2 separate regions of the Triticum aestivum genome follow, and region 2 is linked to region 1. The links are chromatin contacts, called in public Hi-C maps. All regions are on one chromosome and are shown on one strand. Each heading gives the region's core, a stretch centred on a gene start, on an enhancer-like site or on the middle of the called end of the contact. The rest is flanking DNA. Distances are from core to core; before and after follow the strand shown. Region 1 holds the start of LOC123098528 (protein CHROMATIN REMODELING 35). Region 2 holds the start of LOC123098530 (40S ribosomal protein S27).

The links. A called contact is a pair of places that touch in the nucleus more often than the background predicts.
Region 2: a contact with region 1 is called in a Hi-C map of leaf, with 6 times the contacts expected there. The contact joins the promoter of LOC123098530 here to the promoter of LOC123098528 in region 1. A contact is called at or near these places in 2 of 5 Hi-C or Micro-C datasets (both in leaf) and 1 of 1 datasets of contacts at active chromatin or transcription factors (leaf).

What each region holds. Positions count from the first base shown.
Region 1 is chr4D:450,514,597-450,521,452 of IWGSC CS RefSeq v2.1, forward strand. It overlaps LOC123098528 (protein CHROMATIN REMODELING 35), which reads left to right and starts at 3,409. Exons shown (of 7, transcript XM_044520559.1): 1 at 3,409-3,582; 2 at 4,548-5,136; 3 at 5,435-5,524; 4 at 6,026-6,259; 5 at 6,797-6,856. The coding sequence starts at 4,549. LOC123098526 reads right to left here and starts at 2,264. Exons shown (of 4, transcript XR_006447807.1): 1 at 1,609-2,264.
Region 2 is chr4D:450,691,923-450,698,778 of IWGSC CS RefSeq v2.1, forward strand. It overlaps LOC123098530 (40S ribosomal protein S27), which reads left to right and starts at 4,048. Exons shown (of 4, transcript XM_044520561.1): 1 at 4,048-4,193; 2 at 4,329-4,430; 3 at 4,541-4,569; 4 at 5,106-5,395. The coding sequence starts at 4,191. The coding sequence ends at 5,232.

The DNA.
Region 1 (6,856 bases), core at 2,159-4,658:
TTGGTACATTTCCATCTACTACAGTTACTAAGCAATTGCAAGTCCACTGTGAACTTATACAGCGTAGCACTAATTAGCCGGGCCAGCACGTATATTAAAATGACAATCTCCAGCAGGGCAATCACTAAAGTTTGGCAGCAAAGAAAGATTTTAGAATCCTACAGTCAGCCCCTCTTTTCCTCTCTGTGAGCAGACAATGTAAGTTCGATACTTTGGAGATATTCACTCAACAAAAGAAACTATAAAATAAGATAATCCACAACATATTGAGGCAACAACAAATATTCCTGAACTCAATAGTCTAGAAAATATGATTGAATGATGATGCCAAGAAGACAACAACAGATGCAGAAGAATTCTCACCAACAAGTAATTCATAAAATTGACCAGTAGTTAATATAGATAAGGTCGGGAGATGAACATCTATAAAAGATCAACAGCGAATTGTAGAAATATAGAGATAGCTTCACAATCACAGTGTGTTGAAGAAATATAAACAACATGCATGTTTACATGCTAGTGGCTATCCAATCAACTATCTTCTGTGTGCGCGTGTGTTGCTAGTCAATCAGTCAATACACTTATTCGAGCTATGCTGCTACCCAAGTTTGATCTCTCTCAAGGGAAGCCAGCTTTGCTGTGTTTGCAATTTGCCGTCGGCCAAAGACACGTGACAGCTGAAATACTGGTTTCAGAAATATACATATGCTAGTGGTTTATATATCTCGATCAAAGATCATCTGAGTGTTTGACAATTTAACATGACCCTTATGTAAGAGGGACACATGATCCACCTATTACTTCATACTCCCTCCGTTCCAAATTACTCGTCATGGTTTTAGTTCAAATTTGAATTAAAACTACGACGAGTAATTTAAAACAAAGGGAGTACATGATACATGTTAGATCTCTTCATAACAAGTAGGCATTTCAGGTACGAAAGCCCTCTGCACACGATTGGCTCCAGGATGATTTCGCTCGACGGGATTAGGAGCCACACAGATTTAAAAAAAAACCCAGTTAATCCTATGGTCTACCTGACTTGTCATCTGTGGATCGTGCGTCGATACTCGTGTGCATAGCAGTGCTTTTTCAGGTAAGACGAACATGTTTTAGAACATCCTGTGTGGAAACTAAAATAAACAAATAAATAAAGAGCATTAATTGTCTAACAGTCCTTATCACTGTTATGACTATAATAAGGATTTTTTTTCCAATTCACACACGAAAATACATCGATCCGGGGATTCTCAATGTCGATTGTTTACCATGGTTTTAATCAACCTGCCATCAAACCCACTGCATATATTTGTGTCAGATAACAATATGCTAATGAACATTTATTCTCCACTTGATTTAAACAATCATTCATTCTTCATTAAAATTGCAATATGCACCTTTTTTTACAATCAATACCATATATATAGTAGCAAATAGTACATGGTATAGATACATGAGCTGAATAAATCTAGACGTGATCACCAGGGCAAAGAATTTGTCAAGAAGAGACGCACAATCTACCAAAAATTCTATAACGTCAGAGCAATATGCACTACACACACGGGTATAATACAATGAGAACGCAGGAGAGGACAGAGATTGACGTACCTGTGATGGTGTCCTCGATAGAGCAAAGGGATTCTTGAATTCTGGGATGTTGGCTTTCCACGCATCCACGTACATCTGATACGCCTCATGCTGGCGCCACTGCATTCCCTTGGAGAGCCCCACCGCGCCAACCAGAGAGGAGGCACGGCCGGGACAAGGCCCTGCAGCCGGGAGGACGCCGGCCAGCCAGGGGCAGGGGGGTAGCCAGGCGAGATGGAGCGCAGGGGAGGGCGGGGGAGAGAAAGGGGGACGCGCCGCGCCAAGGTAGCACCGGTGACGACGGCGGGGAGGGACTGCGGAGGCGGCGCCAGATCTGACGCCGGACGGACGCCGCCGGGACGGCCACCATGGGGCGCGGGGGGGGGGGGGGGGGCACCGGATCCGCTACCAGGAGAAGCGCCGCGGCCGCCAGGCCGCCGGGAGGGGCGCCGACGAACCATCAGGAGGCGGCTGCCAGCCGCGGGGCCCCGCGCGAGGGGATCAACGCCACGGAGGGAGACCCCGCCGCCGCCGCCACGGCGCGGGCTTCGCCCGGTGGTGGCCTCCGGCGGCGGCGAGGGGGGTAGCTGGAGGAGGGGAGCCGGCGGCGGTGCGGTTGGGGGCTGCCGCCTGTGTCGCCTGGGGTAGGCGACGCGGGGGCCGAGGGGGATGAGGATCTGCTGGCTGTTTTTTTGCTATGTGCGGGGAAGGGACGAGAAAACCGAGGAAAAAAACCAACGAAAAAAACCGGACGAAAATAGTGGGACAAAAAATAAACCCGAAACGAAGACTAGACACGTTAGGAGTAGAGATTGGGAGTCCTTAGCTGACGCTCGCTAGCGTCAAAAGGACGAGCTTCCGCGCAGGCGCGATCTAAACGGGCCGGCCCATTCGATGGCATCATGGCAAAGACGGTACTAAAAATAAAAGAAAAACAAAGATCACACGAGGATTCGAACTCGTAACCAGGCGATAGCAGGTCAGCGTTCTCAACCAGTTGAGCTGCCAAGTCTTCGTGGTTAGTGGGCCCGCAAACTTATATGAACTCACGCGTTGGCAGATCCAGAAAAAACTGAAACTTTTCGACCATTGAACATTTTTGTAATACTACGAACAATTTAAATACACATCGAAATTCTTGATATATGCTGAACAATTTTAAAATACACATATTTTTGTGATATACGCTGAAAATTTTATTAAATATACATTAAAACATTTTTTATTCATAAAGGGTGAACATTTTTTGAACTACACATTGAACTTTTTTGTGATATAAGCTGAACAATATTTAAATAGACATTGAACATTTTGGTGATATATCATGAACAATTTTGAATTATACGTTGAACATTTTTGTAATATACGTTGAACAATTGTTGAATTGTGATTTTTTTTCAAAACTGTGAAGCAAATTTGGAATTTTGAACATTTTTGAAAACTAATAATAATAAAAAAAACCTAAAAAGGATAAAAGGAAGTAAAAGGAAAAATAAAAGTTATAGAAAAAGAATCAGGAGAAAAAGAAACAAAAAAATAAAAAATAAACAGAAAAAAAGAGAAAAACCAGTAAAAGGAAAAAAAAAACCGGTTGAGGGAACCCTCTAGAAGGTTCCCAAAACCGGTTTGCGCTTCAACGCTCAATGTGGGCCGGCCCGTTTCGCGCTGCTCGCTCGGGCGCTTCAGCGAAAGGGCTGCAGTCGGACGCACGCGAGCGTCAAATAGGATTCGCCCTACTACTTGGTTGGTTGGGTTAAAAAACAGGCAACTGCGTTTATCCTAGCGAGCAGCTCGGTGTGGGCCACGAATGTCATTGACGAATCAAAGCTGCCTGGAACGATTCGCGTGCAGGCCACCTGAAGCGTCCAACACCCAACGCTTCCACTTCTTTGCTGCAAGAACATCGGAGGGGTCACCGCTCTCTAGCCCAAGCGCAGGATTCGAGCTCCCCCCAAGCAATCCCCGGCCTGCATCGTCTTCCTCCGCTCCTCCGTGGTACGGTTTGCTCTGCTTCCTTCCTGTTTTTCAGCCAAGTTGTCGCTGCTCTGGTTGCTGTTCTGGCCGCGGCTTGGGGTTGGGGGCACCACCCCCACCCCTTCGCTCTGTTCAGTTCGTGGGGTTTGGCGTTTTTGGACCACGCCAGCGGGGACCGATCAATGTCTCTTTTGTTCTGGTAGGATCATTTTACTGACCTTGTCTGTCATACCGGAGGGTTTTGTAGTTTTTAGGTCTAAATCGACTGGTTTATTGAGGTCAGAAGTAAGAAATCGCATCAATTAATATTGGGCTCTGGATGGTAGCTCGGTTTGGTGTAGTAGTTGTTCACCGAGCAGACAAATTTTGTGACGATCTTATCCTCCGTTTGCTTGCTGGATTTGCTGTGCATTTTCGATGATAGTCCACTTGATGTTTCCTAAGGTTGAGATGGTTGGATTCGCTGAGCTTTTCATCCCTGGTGGTGGTTATTTTCTGAAGGACCTAAAAACGATTTATTTTCTGAAATCATTTGAAATTGCAGTTCTAATATTCCTGAAATCAATTATTTTCTGAGGTCGTTCATCAATTCATTTCAGAAAATAAACGACCAAAAGAGCGAGTATTTCCGTTATGACAGTGTTGTGCAAAATTGCAGATATCAGTGGGGTTAGAATGGTTAACATGAATGTTGGTACTTAATTTGTGATGAAATCGTTGATCTGTTTCCTGAATTTACAGAAAAATGTTATTTTTACCAGTAGTAGTAGTTATGCCCACAATTAAATGTTGCCATCTGTTCGGTCATGGTGTTTGCATGTATATGCAAGGGTGAAAGCTCACAAATGGTGTTTTCAGTGTGCTCTATACACTAGTTGAAGGGCAATTAAAAGCTATCTTCTCCACCAGTTCCTGTCTTTTGTTATTTTGAGCATACTTGCATTAAATGCCCCAATATATTGAGTATTTTTTGTTCTCTTCTTCAGGATGGATCCTACTAACTGCAAAAGGCAGAAGCATGAAATCGGGCACGACAGCTTGCCGAGCACCCAGTCCCTGTCAACCATCATCAGTCATAACAGATCTGTACGCCTTAGATTTCTCAAAGGTTTCAATGAGTTGAAGTACGGGAGTGTCACTGAAGATTACAAGGCAATCAATAAAAAGAGGCATGAACTTATCAGCACCCTTGAAAATCTGCAACTTGTACCTATCAAATTGCCCTATGCCAGTGCAGCTCTCAACTTATCAAATGCGACACTACATGATGAAGCACAAAGTGGCAACAACATTAGTTCTGATAATATTGTCGAATTGGATCCGTACAATGTTGGAGATGATACCCATGGTACCATGGACAATACTGGGGCTCAGGAAACAGTTTGCTTACTTGATTCTGATGATGAGGACATGGTTAAATCCTTTGTATATGGAAATTTATCTGATTCTAAGCAAAATACCGATTTTATCCAAGAATGCATGTTGGCTGAGCAGCCTTGTCAATACCGGGACATCAGTTCTGAAGCTCAACTTGTAGTTGAGCCAGGAAAGGACAGCATGGACATTGACAATGAGGTGCATTCAATTCATCATATATCTTCTGTTTCTTAATGCATCTAATATAATGCATAATTCTGCATTTTTTAACTGCATGAATAAGAGAGGAGGGAAATAGACATCATTCATTCCCATGCTCACAAATAGCTTATGTGATCTTTAAACCCATAGGTCATCTTTTTATGCACAATTGTCTCATTATTTATTTTGTCTAAACTGCTTAACAGTATCAAGTTTGTCTAAACTTATGCTGGCATGATAAATTGCATTGTGCTGAAATTACTTATTACTGACTAGCTTCCATCTATATTTCAAGCCCAAGGAAATTGCTTTATTTGATGGCCATAGTACTTCAGAGCCACAACTGATCAAGCAAGGACAGAATGACATAAACATTTACGCCGAGGTCTGCTTCGATATTAACTCTGGAAATGTTAGTCAATATTGCTGCTTTTTTCCTATATAGTTTGATTAGAGAACTACTGGTAATCACTGAGTATGTTCATATTTATGCCTAGATGCTAATCAGTATCATACTCTCAATAACATCAAAAGTCCTTCCCGAAGGACTGCATGTCCTAGTAAGATATTGTTATATTGCACTTGATTCAACTCAAGTTACTCAATGATGTCCCTGAAGTAAATTTCTGATATGTGCTTTTTACAGGAATATGTTTTAATTTTTTTGAATATCCCGCTTTTGCTCTGTTTAGTTACAAACAAAATTGATTTTAGTTTCATAACTTTTTTCCAGAAGATATGCCTACTCAGTTTCAAAAAATGAAAACTGATTGATTTAGTTCAGATATGACTATATGAGAGATACTACTGTTTTTTAATCTCAATATCTGGATTGGTAAATGGAATCGTTTCTCCCTGTCATGTTCACTATCTTGCATTTCAACAGAGTCGTGACAAGGAGAGAGAAACAAGGGAAGGAGAAGGTGAGGATGTCCAAAGTAAACAACACATGGAGAACAACAATATATCTGTTGCAGATTCTTGTGAAATATCTTGTGAGGTCATACAAAGTGATTCAACGGCAAATGGACATTATAATCACTATGATAACAATGACAATCCAGTTGATGACCTGGATGACCTTTGGAACGAAATGTCGGTTGCATTGGCATGTTCAAAGGTATCTGTTTAATAAACTCATTGCAATTGTCTCTAGATATATTCTCTTCTCTGTTTCTTATATCAGGATAGATTTCAATATTTCATGATCTCAGGGCCTTGCTTACTTGATAATGGGTTTCATGTCTGCACTGATGAAATGGTTCTCAGCAAGTATGCCACATAGAAAATAGTATTTGTAGTACATGCCTATAGTTAAAGTACCATTTCTCTATCTACTTGGTGTATATTTATCAAAAAGAAAAGGAAAATGTGGTTGTTGTCTTCCACATGATGCTCGAGGCCAGTTATGTGACACTATTTTGCATTTTATTACTTGAAGGTCTAGAGCAGGAGCACATGATCTTGCTGGTTGTTTTGAAACAGCTAGTTTTGCATTTTCCTCTGGTCCTTTTTCGTTCTCACACACATACTTTAATGCTTTACCATCATCATACTACTGTTTTCTTAATTTTACCCCTTTACGCATTTGCTTTGTTCTTTTGTCTACCATTACTTGCTTCTTGATGAATCTGACCAACATACTTAATCTAACCAGACCATTGGAAGCGATCACAGTATTGTTCCGTGGGAGAAGAATAATTCTGAAGTAGTGGAT
Region 2 (6,856 bases), core at 2,798-5,297, 180 kb after region 1:
CCGAGTCATCACGTCCCAAGAAACCCAAGCCGGCTTGCGCTCACCTTGCTTACATCCCCACCAGAATTTCCTGATAATAGACTTGATGTGATCACACAATCCCCTCGGGAGCTTAAAGCATGACATAGAGTAAACCGGGATGGCTTGGGCTACTGACTTAATAAGAACATCTTTGCCCCCAGCTGAAAGGCATTTGCTCATCCAACCCTTCACCTTGTCCCACACCCTGTCACTCAAATATTTGAACGTCCCCTTCTTGGAGTGACCCACATCAGTAGGCATACCCAAGTATCTGTCACTCAGAGATTCATTGTGAACCTGCAAAAATCCCTTGATAGCATCACACACTATCTCGGGGCAGCCCTTGCTGAAAAAGATTGATGATTTTTCTTTGTTTATTCTTTGTCCCGATGCCATGCAATACGTATTCAATAGGTTTGAAACTTCCTCCGCTCCAGTAACACTTGCCCTGAAAAACAGCAGGCTATCATCCGCGAATAAAAGATGATTCACCGCCGGTGCCGACGGTGCCACCTTAATGCCGCTAAGCTGGGATGATTCATTCCGAGAATTTAACAGGCACGAAAGGCCCTCCGCTGCTATCAAGAAAAGGTAAGGAGAGATTGGATCTCCCTGTCGAATACCTCTTGTGGGTTTAAACTCTTCTGACTTCACACCATTAAACATAACAGAAAAAGATACTAAGCTCACCATATTCATCACCACATTCACCCAACGTGCAGCAAAACCCAATTTCTCCATGATTGACTTCAAATAAGACCATTCCACGCGGTCATATGCCTTCATCATGTCAAGTTTTAGTGCAGCATAAACATTGTTCTTTGACCTCCTCCGCTTCATAAAGTGCAAACACCCATACGCTGAGATTATGTTGTCGGTAATCAGCCTACCAGGAACGAATGCCGACTGCTCATCTGATATTATCTCTGGGAGAATCATCTTTAGACGGTTTGCCAACACCTTCGAGGCTATTTTATAAAAAACATTACACAGGCTTATTGGGCGAAATTGAGATAGCAACGTTGGATTCGATACCTTCGGGATTAGTACCAGCAATGTATCATTCACGGCAACAGGACTTTCCTCTCCCTTCACAATGGCTAACACCGCCTTTGTTACAGAATCTCCACAGACATCCCAGTGTTTTTGAAAGAAGTGAGCAGGGAAACCGTCAGGCCTTGGAGCTTTTGTTGGAAACATTTGGAAAAGCGCGGTCTTGACCTCCTTAGCTTCGTAAGGAGCCAGCAGGGTTTCATTCATAGCCGCGGTAACTTTCACCGGCACATGCTGTAGGACCTCGTCTACCCCTTGCACCCCTTCCGAGCTGTATAAATTTTTGTAAAACTCAAGTGCCATTTGCTACATCTCTGTTGGGTCATTTGTAACTGGCCCACTTGTCCGTTCCAGCGCCTTTATCAGGTTCTTTCTCCGGCGCATCGAGGCTCGCATATGGAAGAAGTGTGAGTTCCGGTCTCCAGCCGATAGCCACTCCACCCGAGACCGTTGTCTCCACATCAACTCTTCCCGCAGATAAAGCTCTATCAAGTGGTCATTTATCTTCACCTCCGCATGCGAAGGGCCCTTTTGTGCCCTGTCATTGCGCAAGCGATCCAATTCTTTCTTCAAACAGTGTATCTCGCCGTTGACGCTTCCGAACGTTGACTTAGACCATACACCCAGGTTACGGGCTAGCGCGTCGAGGTTCGCGCGTACCTCACACACCCGCGGGTTGTGGCTGTTGACCTCCCACCCCGTCTGAACTGCAGTTTTGAGGTCTGGATGAGTATCCCACATTACCTCATAGCGAAACTGTTTCGTTTTCTTTCCTCCCCCACTTGTTTGTGCTAAATGTAGCAGAACGGCTGAGTGATCAGATGTAGCAGCCGTGAGATGTTCAACAGCCGCTGAGGGAAACATTCCACACCACTCAACCGAGCCCAAGGCTCTATCTAACCTGACACGGGTATATGAGCCGCCGGTTACTTTCTTCTCATATGTCCATCTTGTTCCTTTGAAGCCCAGATCGACCATACCACACACATCCACAGCATCTCTAAAACCGTGAATTTGTGCCTGACTCCTCGAGCCAATGCCATCGTGTTCATCATGCTTCAGGACCTCATTAAAATCTCCTATACACACCCAAGGCAAATCTTGAAGTGTGGATGATGTAGATGGGTCTGTGCTTCCCCGTAGAAACAAGAAAGCCTCCACGGCTGGTCCCCTATGCCAGTCACTCTACCATCAATATGATACTTCGAGTAGCCCAAAATCTCAATGTTTATTTCATTATTCCAAAACATAGCTAAACCTCCACTTCTACCGGAGGCATCCACAGCAAAAGAACTATCAAAACCTAAAGTACTTTTTAGATTTTCAACTCTCTCCCCACTGAGCTGGGTTTGAACTATACAAAGTACTCTGGGGGCAAACTTATTTGCGAATTCACGCAGTTCTTGAATTGTTGAGTCACTGCCAATCCCCCGACAATTCCAACAGAGCAGACTCATTGCGTCCGACGGTCCTCCACCGGGGAGGCCGCCATTCTCGCGTCCGAGTTTTTCCCTCCAGGGGGGCTTTTCTTCACACCGCCATTGCCTGTCTTCTCATTCTGGGCTGTCAGCCTGGACCTCTTTGGGTCCTGTTTCGGCGGGGGGCTGAGAGGCACCACCTCCCCACTAGGTTTAGGAGCTAGGGCAAGCTCCATACCCGTTGCAGTTTTAGCTTGCAGTGAGCCCGTAACTTGTTCAGAAGTTCTTTTGCGGTTTGCTTCAGTCACGTCCATATCCACCTCCTCATGTTCCTGCATCTTCTCCTTGCCGTGTTCAGCTTCAGCAGCAGATTGGCTTTCATTGTACCTTGCTTTCTGATTCCTGCTCCTGCGTCGGGTCCCCCAAGCTGTTGTCGCCGGCGCACGGAGGTTTTTGAAGACCAGGGCAGAAGGCGGGTGAACCCCGTCCCCGTGCTCCTTAAACTCATGTCCCATCATGCCGCAAACCTGACACCAATCTGGTAAGCGCTCATACTTGACAGCAAAAATTTGCCGTTCGCCTCCACGGACCAGAGATATAGCTTTTTTCAGAGGGTTACGAACATCCAGCCAAACCCTGACTCGGTAAAAGTTCCCTTCGAAATCAAGGGAGGACGGCTCTGAATCCACAAACTCGCCAATCTTCGAGGCCAGTGCCTTAACCTTGCCATGGAAAGCTATTGGAAGCTCGATGATCCGCGCCCATATCTCAATCGTAAAGAGCTCAGTCGAGGAAGGCTTTGAATATCCATCATATGGGGCAATGACCACGTGATTTCCCCTAAAGTGCCATGGCCCCCCTTGCGTGACCCGTTCCCAATCTCCCAAGCAGTCAAACTGCATCTGGAAGAGATTCTCCTCGAGGGTTTTGATCTTGACTGGCCGAGCTAGGTCCCATGCAGTTTTCATGTTCCGGAAAAACCAATACGAGCTGAAACCCTTATCCATATGGACTCGGGCCAAAATCATCCAGCGGAGGGCCTCCTCTGCCGGCTCGTCCTCATCCTCGAAGATCACGTCATCGAGGTCGTCTTCCTTCAAAGCCAGTTCCTTCATCAGATCCTCCAAGTTGCCTTTCCCTTTGTTGCCTGAACCCGACGAACTTCCGCCGCTCGCCATGAATGCCAGCCTACTGATGCAGGTCGATCTCCGGTGTCTATGGCAACACCAACAAACCCTAAACCCCTCCAAGAGCCAAGCCCGCAACCCGTTTTGGAAACCTGGCCGCGGATCTTAACTCGGATCGAGGGGAAGGAAGAGGTAGTTTCTCAACTGTCGCCAATGGCGGCGAGAGGAGAGTAAACCCTAGCTAGAGGGAAACCTATACTGTTCCTAGCACAAATAATTGCATAACGAATCCACTAACTACCCCTTAAGTGATTTCGCCACGGCCACCGCGACACATGCGTATCGGCCCTATACCTACTGGCCAGCCCAGCCCAGCCCAGCACGGCCGCACCGCCGTACGAAGCCAGATCAAACGGGATGGACGCCCCAGATGCACCGAGCCTACTGATAAAGCCACCACGAAGTCCCCACGCCCACGGTCTCCAGCCCTAGCGCCTCCGCTCCTCTCCCCCGCCGCCACCCCCTCCCCGCATCGTCTCCCACGCCAAGACCGCCGCCGCCGCCCGTCAAGATGGTACGGCGAGGATACATCGTGGCTTTGATCCCCTTCCATATTTTCCGAATGTTTGCTCTCTCGTTTGATCCGAGACTTGCGCATCTCCTGTGATCTAATCTGTCTGTTGTCTCGGTTGGGAATCGAACGGAGCAGGTGCTGCAGAACGACATCGACCTCCTCAACCCGCCGGCGGAGCTCGAGAAGCTCAAGCACAAGAAGAAGCGCCTCGTGCAGTCCCCCAACTCCTTCTTCATGGTACGTGCGCATCAGATCACGTAGGATCGATCTGGGGGTTCCCGTTCCTTTGATTCCTCTCCTGGCTCGGCCCCTAATTGTGTGCTTGTCTTTGTGTTCCTTGCGTGCAGGATGTCAAGTGCCAGGGCTGCTTCAACATGTAAGACCTTATGATCTCTTCTTTGGTCTTGTGTTCCTAGATAATACAGTAACATTAAGATGGTGGATTGGATTCTTGACTTGGGTACTTGATTTAAAAAAGATGCTATCAGTGATTTAGGTTGCTTTAAGAATGGCTTAAAAGTTAGGTTTATGCACAAAGAACTGCCTGCTATATGAGAAAATATGTAGGTTTAGCAACCTGTGCATCTTGTACTATGTTGTGGTTCGCTGTTGTGCTCTTGCCGCCTGTGCTAATGCTGCCGTTGGTACTGAACGTGAACGACTAGTTATTCTGCTTCATTTGCCATGTACTCCCTCTGTAAACTAATATAAGAGCATTTAGAACACTAAAGTAGTTATTGTGTGTGTAGTTATAAATGTTCATTCCAAGTTGCCTCCTTCAGTATCATGTTGTTTGCCTGGCCCTGACTTGAATTACATCTATGCATCAACCAATTAAGTTTATTCATTATGACTGAAGTTTGCTCTTCATTCACGTATCATATATCTGACTCTGTATTGCCTTGATTGCAGAACGACTGTGTTCAGCCACTCTCAGACCGTGGTGGTGTGCCCTGGCTGCCAGACGGTGCTTTGCCAACCCACCGGAGGAAAGGCGAGGCTCACCGAGGGATGCTCCTTCCGCCGGAAGGGCGACTAAGCTACACTCCTGTTTATGTGAAAATGAAGCCCAGCCGAACCTTACTTTTCAAGTAACTAGTTATCCCCGATGTGTACTGGTCAAATTTTGTTAATTATGCTTGCCCATTTGCCAGCCTGAACGTTGTAGCAACGTGTTCTATGTCATGCACTTTTGATTTGCCTGTTGTTGGTTCTTCTGTTTGTCTGGCTGCCTGGTGGTCTCTGAGTTTGGTTTTGAGGATTTAGTTTTTGTTATGTAGTAGTGATAGCCTGCTGCATTTTCTTGACAGTGTTCAGTGTTTGGTATATATGCATTGTCATATCCTGTGTCTGGACCAAATGTTCTCATTTATCTGTCCTTAACCTAGAAGGTGAGGAAGATGAGCAACGAAGCGTGAGCATATGTGCAGCAATCCTTCAGCAGCACGCACTAGACTGCCACATAACATTAGAGATTTTCCTGTGGCTTTTCTACCTGCACACCCGACTGAACTCCGTGCCATCCAAGAGTAGTGCATGGCTACTGTCCCTATTCACTGAGGTATGTCTACAAACAAATGGCCAGGATCATAGGTCATGGACATGGAGATGTCAATCTGATGGATGTAGCTGGAGGTGTCTTGTGGGCGTGTTGCGTGTCCAGCTGCAAGCCCTAGCGGATCAAGACAGGATCTTGCCCCTCTAACTTGGAGATGTATCTCCAGGCTCTCTCGAGTGATCATGGTCGTGCAAATCAGGGAGCTAATTCAAGGAGGAAGCCACCCAACATTTCTCGTCTTGGGCTATGACAAAGTATATCATTTGGCAAGGGTATTCTGAACGATTTTGTGGGTCTTGGAACTGGCATGTCTTGTTAGAGGTCGTTACCTGTTATTGGGCGAGTTTGAGTTAGCCTGGTGTGAGTTGATGAAGTGGGCGCTAGAGCAGCAACCAGTATTGAGTTATTTTGCTACCAGGTCAGGTAAGAATTACTCGGAATATCTCTAAAAAAAGAACGGGTCCTGATAACGTACACGTGTGACATATTAGACATCTGTCCACACACCGTGTGTGGCGTGAGCAGGAGGCAGCCCACATGGGCTGTATGTGGACGGACATTAGAATTGTTCACACGTGTGGGCGCAACTACTTCGTGCCACATGCTCAATAAATACTACTCATCCCTACCCCGCGCGTGTGGCATGAAGCAAACATCCCATATACGTTTTGACCCAGCTACGTTAGGTACTCGCGGGATGACGATTTAGTTGTCATCCGGGATGGCAGATATAGTTGTCTGCGATGACAAATGTAGTTGTAAAAGCATGGCAACTCTCTCTGTTTTGGTTAACTATAGTTGCCAGTCTAATTTATGGTAGTTGTCGCGTGTAATCAAAACATAGTTGCCATGTATGATTAACTATTTGTCACATATGGTCAAACAATAGTTGCCATGTGTGTTTACCTAGTTGCCACGTGGGGTCCAACCGTAGTTGTAATGTGTGGTTAATCACAGTTGCCATGTGTGTTTTATCTGGTTGCCATGTACGCGCAATTACAGTTGACGTCTAACAACGAATCATAGTTGCCATGTGTGTTTACCTAGTTGCCATGTACGCGCAACTGCAGTTGCTATCCAAAAACGTACAGTGTCGTGTGGGTGA